Linked DNA regions of Mus musculus: region 2 is linked to region 1. Evidence: chromatin contacts called from public promoter capture Hi-C data. All regions are on one chromosome and are shown on one strand. The core of a region is the stretch at or near the end of the contact, and the rest is flanking DNA. Distances in the headings are between cores, read along the strand shown. Region 1 holds the start of Gpn3 (GPN-loop GTPase 3). Region 2 holds the start of Kntc1 (kinetochore associated 1).

Region 1 (4,041 bases), core at 437-2,936:
ACGCTCTTGACTTTTTCCTGTTTCCATCAATGTCTTACCAAGTTTCTCCTCTAGATTGGCTACAAAAAAGAATACAGCTTTTTCTAAGTGAGTGGTCAGATTTTTAGCATACTAGGATGAACGTGTGAGTGTGTGTATGTTACTGGGAGATAGAACTCAGGGCTAACCAACACTATACAAGTGCTCTACTACCACCAAGCTGGATCCCTAGTCTAATATTTACTTTACCAGAAAGGACTTAGGTAAATCTGGTCTCATAGCGTCCTAGTCTAATTCTACAGTGAGATCAAGCCTGTAGTTTGCTTGGTTCCTGTACTTAGCCACATGATATCTTTCTTGTTCTTTAATAGAAGTAATTTCTGTCCTGGAAAGAACAATTACGTTGTGCTGGAACTAGTACGCTGGTTTGTTAATTGTTTCCAATCATGGATCTGGTCTTTTTACTTTTTTCAAAAAATGAAATTGATTCCTGTAGCCGGGTAGTGGTGGCACACGCCTTTAATCCCAGCACTCGGGAGGCAGAGGCAGGTGGATTTCTGAGTTCAGGCCAGCCTGGTCTACAGTGAGTTCCAGGACAGCCAGGGCTACACAGAGAAACCCTGTCTCGGGGAAAAAAAAAAAAAAGTCTTAGCACCAAATATATATTTACAATAAAATGTACATTTAATAATAATGTACTTAATAAACATAAATATATTTTTATTTCATGGCCACGGATTCAGATTCTACAAGAGCCATGATTGTGGGCCTAGTTGGATCCCAGTCATCCCGCCTCTTGATTTTTTTAAGGAAGGAGGCCAGGAGGGGGACAGGGAAGCATGGCATCCAGCTGTGATATCAGAAGTCAACTGTCCTCAGCCATCTAGGGGACAGTTAAAACCTTCCCAGGCCCGAGGCGGCTGGACCCTCGGCTCCCCGCCAGGTTAGGAGCCCGAAAGCTCAGTCTCTGTCCTGCTCCGAGGCCGCCTCGGCAGCCGAGCCCCGCTAGAGCCCGCTCCCCCCCCCCCCCCCCCCCCCCCCGTCTCGCGCCTCCTCGGCAGGGGTTCCCAAGGCCGCCTCACCCTTCACCGCCTTCCGTCCGGGCCAAGGCGGGCGGCCCCGCGACCCCGGGCCAACGGCTCGGCATCCCGTCCACACGCGTGCACCACACCGGCTCTGAGTCGGCGGCCTCCGGCTCTCCCCACTCCGACCCTGCTCAAGTGGCCGCCGGATGGTGCGGAGGAAGACCCGAGTTCCTGGAGCTGTAGACCCGAGGGCGGAGGAACCTCAGGTAACCAGGCTCCTGCGCCTGGGCATCTCTCGCTGACAAGGACGCGTCAGGGCAAATCCATCCACACGCACCCTAAAGCAAGTATTCCTTATCCACCTCAGTATTCTAGACCCTCAGAGGACCTGCAGACCTTCGGTTGTCACCCTATGTGTCAAACCCAAGCACCGGTGCTGCGGCCCGGGGGCGCGGAGCGTAATTCGCGATCCGCTATCACCTAGGCAACCGCCTTCGCCGGAGGCCCAACCGATAACGGCTCTCGGCTCTTTCTCTTTCTCTCTCTGCGCACGCGTGAACGAACTCGTGTCCCCGCCTCCTCTCTGAGCACGGCACGCGTTTCGGAAGGCATTTTGGCCCTGGGGACGCTCCGTAGTCTATGGTGTAGTAAATACCCGTGCTGAACGAGCGATCTGTGGTTGCGATTGGCTCCTACGCACATTCCCCGGAACGCCGTGGCTGTCGCGCGAAGGCTGAAGGGAGTGTGGCCGTCGGCTGTGTGTGAAACCCCCGGAGAGGCGGCATGCCTCGATATGCGCAGCTCGTCATGGGCCCCGCGGGCAGCGGGAAGGTGAGCCTGGAGGAGCTGCGGTGCGTGGGTGGCTGGGCTCCGGGGAAACCCTGGGTATACGGCTTCCTGCTCTCTGCTTGTACCTTGCTTTTTTTTTTTTTTTTGTTTGTCTGGGAGTGATAGCAGCTTTAATAGCTCTTGAGCGGCTTGAGAGAGGGCTGAGCGCTCAAGAGCTTGTTCTGTCCTCCCAAAAGACTTCAGTTCTGTCCAGCACCCAGACAGAGCTGCAGGACACCTTTGCTCCAGGAACTGCCCTGGTCGTTCCAGGTGTCTTCATATCCATTCTGTGTGCTTGATCCTATACCCATTCTACAGATTACAAACACAGAAAGGTTTATTTTGTTCAAAATCATACGCTTACTTAGGTCCGCCCCGGAATCTGAGTCTGGGTTGTTGGTCTTTTTGTTTTTTTGGTTTTTTTTCCCCTGTCTAATTCCAGACAAGGCCCCCTGCCACGCACCCAGTATGGGGTCTTTTCTTCCCTTTTTCTCAGAAGTTTGGAGTATGGGTTTCAGATAAGTTTGTAGATATGCACTGTTTGTGGGCATTTTTTTCTTTTTCCTTTGAGACAGGGTTTTTCTGTGTAGCCCTGGCTGTCCTGGAACTCACTCTGTAGACCAGGCTGGCCTTGAACTCAGAAATCCGCCTGCCTCAGCCTCCCACGTGCTGGGATTAAAGGCGTCTGCCACCACTGCCTGGCTCTAGTTTTTATATTTATTTTTTTTGTGTGATACAGTGTTTCTTTGTGTACATATTAAGAGAATGATGCTAAGGACACTTAAGCACAGTAGAAACGGCAATGGTGACATTTGAGGGATGCCTAGAGTCTATAGAGGTGTTTGTATCATTTTAATATTTAATAAATACAATATTCAGAGTACTAGAGATGGCTGTGTGACTCCACAGGGCCTGTCATCTGATCTGGAAGGTACACAGCTCACCTGTCAGTTACAGTGCATCTGTATGGTGGGGCTGTCCTAGGTAGAGAGAACAGGCTGTCAAAAGGAAGCGTGGAGCGTGGAGGAGGTCATTTCTGTAACCTACGTTAATTTGTAGACTGTGTTAAAGAAACATCCTGAGCCCACGCCCTGCATCTAGATCTGCAGCTCTGGTCTCATCGCCTTCCCAGGGTTTCCCTGGAGGTGCAGTTTGGCTTGGGTGGACACTGGCTCAGAGAGGGGAGAATTGTCTGGGCATGTGGAGGGCGGTACGCTACTGCCTTGGGTGCTAACCCCCCACCTTGTCACGTTACAGAGCACCTACTGTTCCACCATGGTTCAGCACTGTGAAGCCCTCAACCGATCTGTCCAGGTGGTCAACCTGGACCCGGCGGCAGAACACTTCAACTACCCTGTCATGGCCGGTAAGTCCCGGCAGGGCCACCTTCTTCAGGCACCGTAAAGCTCAGAAGGCACTGGAAGCCGGCTGCTCAGTTATTCACGTGCTCAGCCCCGGGGTGAGGAGGAGCAAGATGAGGCCACGGGCCATTTCATGGTGGTGTTTGTGGGTGTGGATGCCATGGCCTCCTTTTCTGGTCTTTGCTGGGAGACTCTAAGGTGAGCGGGCTCCTGCCTCCCTGCCTTTCCCTCTGGTCCCCTTGTTGCTTACTCTGGTGAGTTGGGGGTAAGATGGTTTGTCCACAGTAAATAGCACCTGTGCTGGCTTAAAAAAGGTGAGGCTCAGCCGGGCATGGTGGCACACGCCTTTAATCCCAGCACTTGGGAGGCAGAGGCAGGTGGATTTCTGAGTTCAAGGCCAGCCTGGTCTACAAAGTGAGTTCCAGGAAAGCCAGAGCTACACAGAGAAACCCTGTCTCGAAAAACCAGAAAATAAAAAAAATTTAAAAAGGTGAGGCTCAGGGCTGGGCTGGGGCTTGGTGGTGGAGTGCTTGCCTAGGGTATGTGAAGCCCTGGGTTTTACCCTCAGCACCACATAAAACCAAGTGAGGTAGTACACATTTGTCACCTCTGCTCAGTGAAACAAAACAAAGCTTTTTTTGTTTTTTAATTAAAAATAGTAATCCTCAAACAGAAGCTGCTCACTGAGATGACGGTGCAAATGTTTGAGCCATCAGCTATATACATACACACATACATACGTACATACATACAGACACACATACATACGTACATACATACAGACACACATACATACGTACATACATACAGACACACACATACGTACATACATACACACATACAGACAG
Region 2 (4,041 bases), core at 680-3,179, 1.4 Mb after region 1:
GCTGAAGCACAGCATACAAATCCCTTTAGCAGAGGATTTGATACTAGGCCAGCTCTCTGGAGGATTACGTTTACAGTGGACGACACTGCAGAAAGCCAATAACTGAATTTATCTCACTTAAAATAATGGAACACAAGGAAAATAATACCATTCTTTTTTTTTCTTTTTTTTTTTTGGTTTTTCGAGACAGGGTTTCTCTGTGTAGCCCTGGCTGTCCTGGAACTCACTCTGTAGACCAGGCTGGCCTCGAACTCAGAAATTCACCTGTCTCTGCCTCCCAAGTGCTGGGATTAAAGGCGTACGCCACCACACCCGGCAAATAATACCATTCTTGAAGTATACTAAGAGGCCCAAGACACTAATCCCACAATTTAAAAAAGCTTGCCTACTCTTTGAAAAGTCAAAAAAAAAAAAATCATTCTAAATTCATCTAGAAAGAGGGTAGTGAGATGCAGAAAAACTACCTGTACCATTCTAATTTCAAATACTCCAACTATCAGGAAAAGTAAGCCTTATTTGCAATATGAAGTTAAAACCTGTCAGTAAAAGGAAATACAGAATGCTTACAAGAATATTTTCTTTCGAAAACCAGAAACAAATTATCACAGGCTAATATGATTCATTAGCAATGAGCATAGTATATATCCAGGGCAGGCTTCCTGTTCAGGTCTCTTAGATACGGCTTCCATTTGGTTCAGGAAGGGGGTCTTAAACAATGCTGCGGTTCTCAAAGGTTTCGGAGTTCGGGGGCAGCATGGCCTACAGAGCGAGTTTCAGGACAGCCAGGGCTACAGAGAAACCATGCCTCAAAAATAAAAACCCCAAAAAACAAAAAAAAACCAACCCCCCCCAAAAAAAAACCTCATAAATCGCTTTAAAACATAAGGGACTGGAACTAGATAGACTTTTTTTTCCCCTCTTTAAGTGAATCCCAGTTTCAACCAATAAGGTTCGCAAAACTAGAAGTAGCCCTATCACTGAGGGATCGCTCAAAGATAAATAAACAAACAAATAAAAAGACTGTGTCCTCCTACACTGCGCCTTAAGGAGCCTGCCTTTTGACCCGATGCGTCCCAGAGGATACTTCTGGTCTTTTTTTCCTTTCCGGTCAAATGCGATAAAGCGCCAAGCATGAACGCAGAAGCCTTAGGAAACGCAAAGCCTAACACCAGTCTGGGTCAAAGAGCTAAACCCCACAGTTCGGTGGGCTTCTGGAGAAATACTGGGTCAGGGAAAATGATGAGGAAAGTTCTGGAGAGGGAAAGAAAAAACCAAGCCATTCCCTGCGGCTCCCCACCCCCAGCCAGACGGCCTTACCTCCCCCTCCCTGCAGCAGGAAGCCATGATGGCGAGCGCAGCGAGCGGCCGCGGCGCCATCTTGTCCACACACAGGCACGGACAACAGCCCTGATGAGCTGGTCGCCCACTCTGTGTTAAAGAAACAAACAAACAAAAAACCCAGCCTGGCCTTCGAGCTCCACTTAGTACCTACCGCCATTATTTTTTTGAGTCCCGGCCGCTAAGGCGGCGCCTCTGCTTGCCCGCACTCAACAGTACTGGCCGCCTCGAAGCTTCGCCACAGACTGAATCTCTTGCGCGAGAGACCCGGATGGCACAAGAAAAAAAAAAAAAAAAAAAGGGGATGAGGCCGGGCCAGGCGCGCAGCTTGCTGGGAGAAAAAGTGGGTGGCGATAAGAGTTTCTATAACAACGCGGTTCGAGGCGGTGATTGGTTAGTCTCTCGAAGGGCGTGGCGTGAAGCCTACGAAGTGGGTGGGGCCAAGGATACCTCCCAGAATGGATGCTCGGTATCGGGAATTCAATTTAGTTTAGGGCGGGGCGGTTTCCGCGCTCAATTTTGAGCCAAGTTTGGCCTGCTCCGGCCTCCGTAAAAGGGGTTGAGCACGGTATTCTCCCGCCAATTCAAATCAGTGGCAGGGAAGGTAAAATGAGTAGGGGCGGTTGTGTCCGTCGGGAAGAAGTGTGAGACACTTGAGAATTCTCTTTTTAATTTCGTCAGCTGCTGCAGGTGAGACGTCAGCCTTGCGGCTCGATGGGAGCGGGAGGAGTGTTAGGTGGAACCAGCAGGGGGCTTCAGTCCGTCTCTGGGTTTTATCGATCTCTAGATGATGGCGGGAGAAAAAAATTAGAGAGGATTCTAGATGGCAGGCCGTCTGAGTTTTCGTGGATATAGCTTCATCGATAGTGTTTCATCTGATTCATGACCTTGTATTGGCTCGTCTGTTTTTTTTCCGCACTCGGTGATGTCAAAATCTGTTTATCACCTGTTTGCTCTCTTTCACCAGAAGAAAGTGTAGTCTTAAACGGGGCAGTGGTGGCGCACGCCTTTAATCCCAGCCCAGCATTCCGGAGGCAGAGGCAGGCGGATTTCTGAGTTCGAGGCCAGCCTGGTCTACAGAGTGAGTTCCAGGACAGCCAGGGCTACATAGAGAAACCCTGTCTCGAAGGAAAAAAAAAAAAAAAAAAAAAAAACCAAAACCAAAAAAACCCAAATACTTGACACAGTGTTCAACCATTTTGTCGTTGTTGTTCCCTCAAGACTATAAACCTCAGGGTTGGGAATGTTAAGTCAGTTGGTAGAGTGCTGAATAACTGGTCTAGCCTGTGGTCTGAGTCCAGACTCACAGAGCTTTGTCCTGTCTTTGCCTCCCAAGTACTAGGTTAAAGGCCAGTCTGGCTCAGAACTCAGAGATCCACCTGCCTCTGCCTCCTGAGTGCTGGGATTTAAAGTCGTGTTATGTTCTTAGCAGGAGCTCTTTTCCTTTATTCATTACATTCCTAGCCCAAATGTTATCTGCTTCCAGATAGCATATTATCAGACAATTCAAATAGAGTCCCAGGAACCATCAAAACCCAGAACAAGCAGGACGTGATAGCTCTTGACTGAAATCCCAGGAGTCTAGAGCTGAGGTAGGACGATCCTGAGTTCAAGTTAGGATCAAGACCTTTAGTTACACAGTGAGAGGCTGACTCAAAAGAAAAAGTTATTCAAAACAAAACAAACAAACAAACAACCCTTCAAGCCAGGCAGAGATGTCGCATACCTTTAATCCCAGCACTCAGGTGGCAGAGGCAAAAGGATATCTGAGTTTGTGGTCAGCCTGGTCCATACAGTGAGTTCTAGGCTACACACACACACACAAAACTCCTTCAAAACAGCCTTAGTTTTAGCTAACTCCAACATTCCCCTCCCACTCTGTGTGTGTGGACAGGATCTTGCAATACAAGCTTGGACCAGACCAAGGTTCCCCAAATTTGAAATTATTCTTCTGTCTTCGCCTTTGGCATGCTGAGATTATGGGTGTTTGCCACGATGCCTGTCTACATTATGCTCCTACATGTATACGTATATTTTCTTTACATTTATTGTGTGTGTACATTCATAGGTCAGAGGATAACATTCATGCAGTTCGTTCTTCAACTTTGTTGCTTCTTTTTTTAATTTTTAAATTTTGTGTCTTGAGTTTCTTTATATAGCCTTAGCTTTGTAGACCAGGCTGGCTTCAAACTCACAGAGATTTGTCAGCCTCTGCCTACTGAGTGCTGGGATTTAAAGGTGTGCACCACCACACCCGCCAACCATGTGGATTCTTAATGGAATTCATATTGCCAGTCAGGTTTGGCATCAAACTTCACCCTTATAACAACCATCTTGCCAGCCCTATATTACTATTTTAAAGATTAAAATTGGGGCTGGAGAGATAGCTCAGCGGTTAAGAGCACTGTCTGCTCTTCCAGCGGACGAGGGTTCAATTCCCAGTGCCCATGGGGTGGCTCACAACTGTCTGTGACTCTAGTTCCAGGGTATCTGATGCCCTCACACAGACATGCATGCAGGCAAAACATCAATGCACATTAAAAAAAAATTAGAAAATTGTAGCCACCAGCAGCCTGGGTTACTGGGTTCCTGAAAGGAAAGCTCGGGACGGATGGGAAGGTTGTGAGAGAAATAAATTAGCCAAGACCAAGTTCTCTGATCAAGGCTCAATGTTTAAAGAGCCAAAAGCCAAAAACTGTTCTT

What was found. Promoter capture Hi-C pulls out the DNA fragments that hold promoters and counts their contacts.
Region 2: a contact with region 1 is called in a promoter capture Hi-C map of erythroid cells, with 5 times the contacts expected there. The contact joins the promoter of Kntc1 here to the promoter of Gpn3 in region 1. A contact is called at or near these places in 4 of 39 promoter capture datasets (erythroid cells, liver and pre-B cells), 1 of 115 datasets of contacts at active chromatin or transcription factors (large pre-B cells) and 1 of 9 other capture datasets (adipose tissue).

The regions. Positions count from the first base shown.
Region 1 is chr5:122,370,822-122,374,862 of GRCm38.p6, forward strand. Gpn3 (GPN-loop GTPase 3) reads left to right here and starts at 1,687. Exons shown (of 8, transcript NM_024216.2): 1 at 1,687-1,835; 2 at 3,090-3,198. The coding sequence starts at 1,788. Fam216a (family with sequence similarity 216, member A) reads right to left here and starts at 1,521. Exons shown (of 7, transcript NM_026883.4): 1 at 1,062-1,521. The coding sequence starts at 1,126.
Region 2 is chr5:123,747,797-123,751,837 of GRCm38.p6, forward strand. It overlaps Kntc1 (kinetochore associated 1), which reads left to right and starts at 1,930. Exons shown (of 64, transcript NM_001042421.1): 1 at 1,930-2,028. It overlaps Rsrc2 (arginine/serine-rich coiled-coil 2), which reads right to left and starts at 1,618. Exons shown (of 10, transcript NM_001005525.2): 1 at 1,493-1,618. The coding sequence starts at 1,498.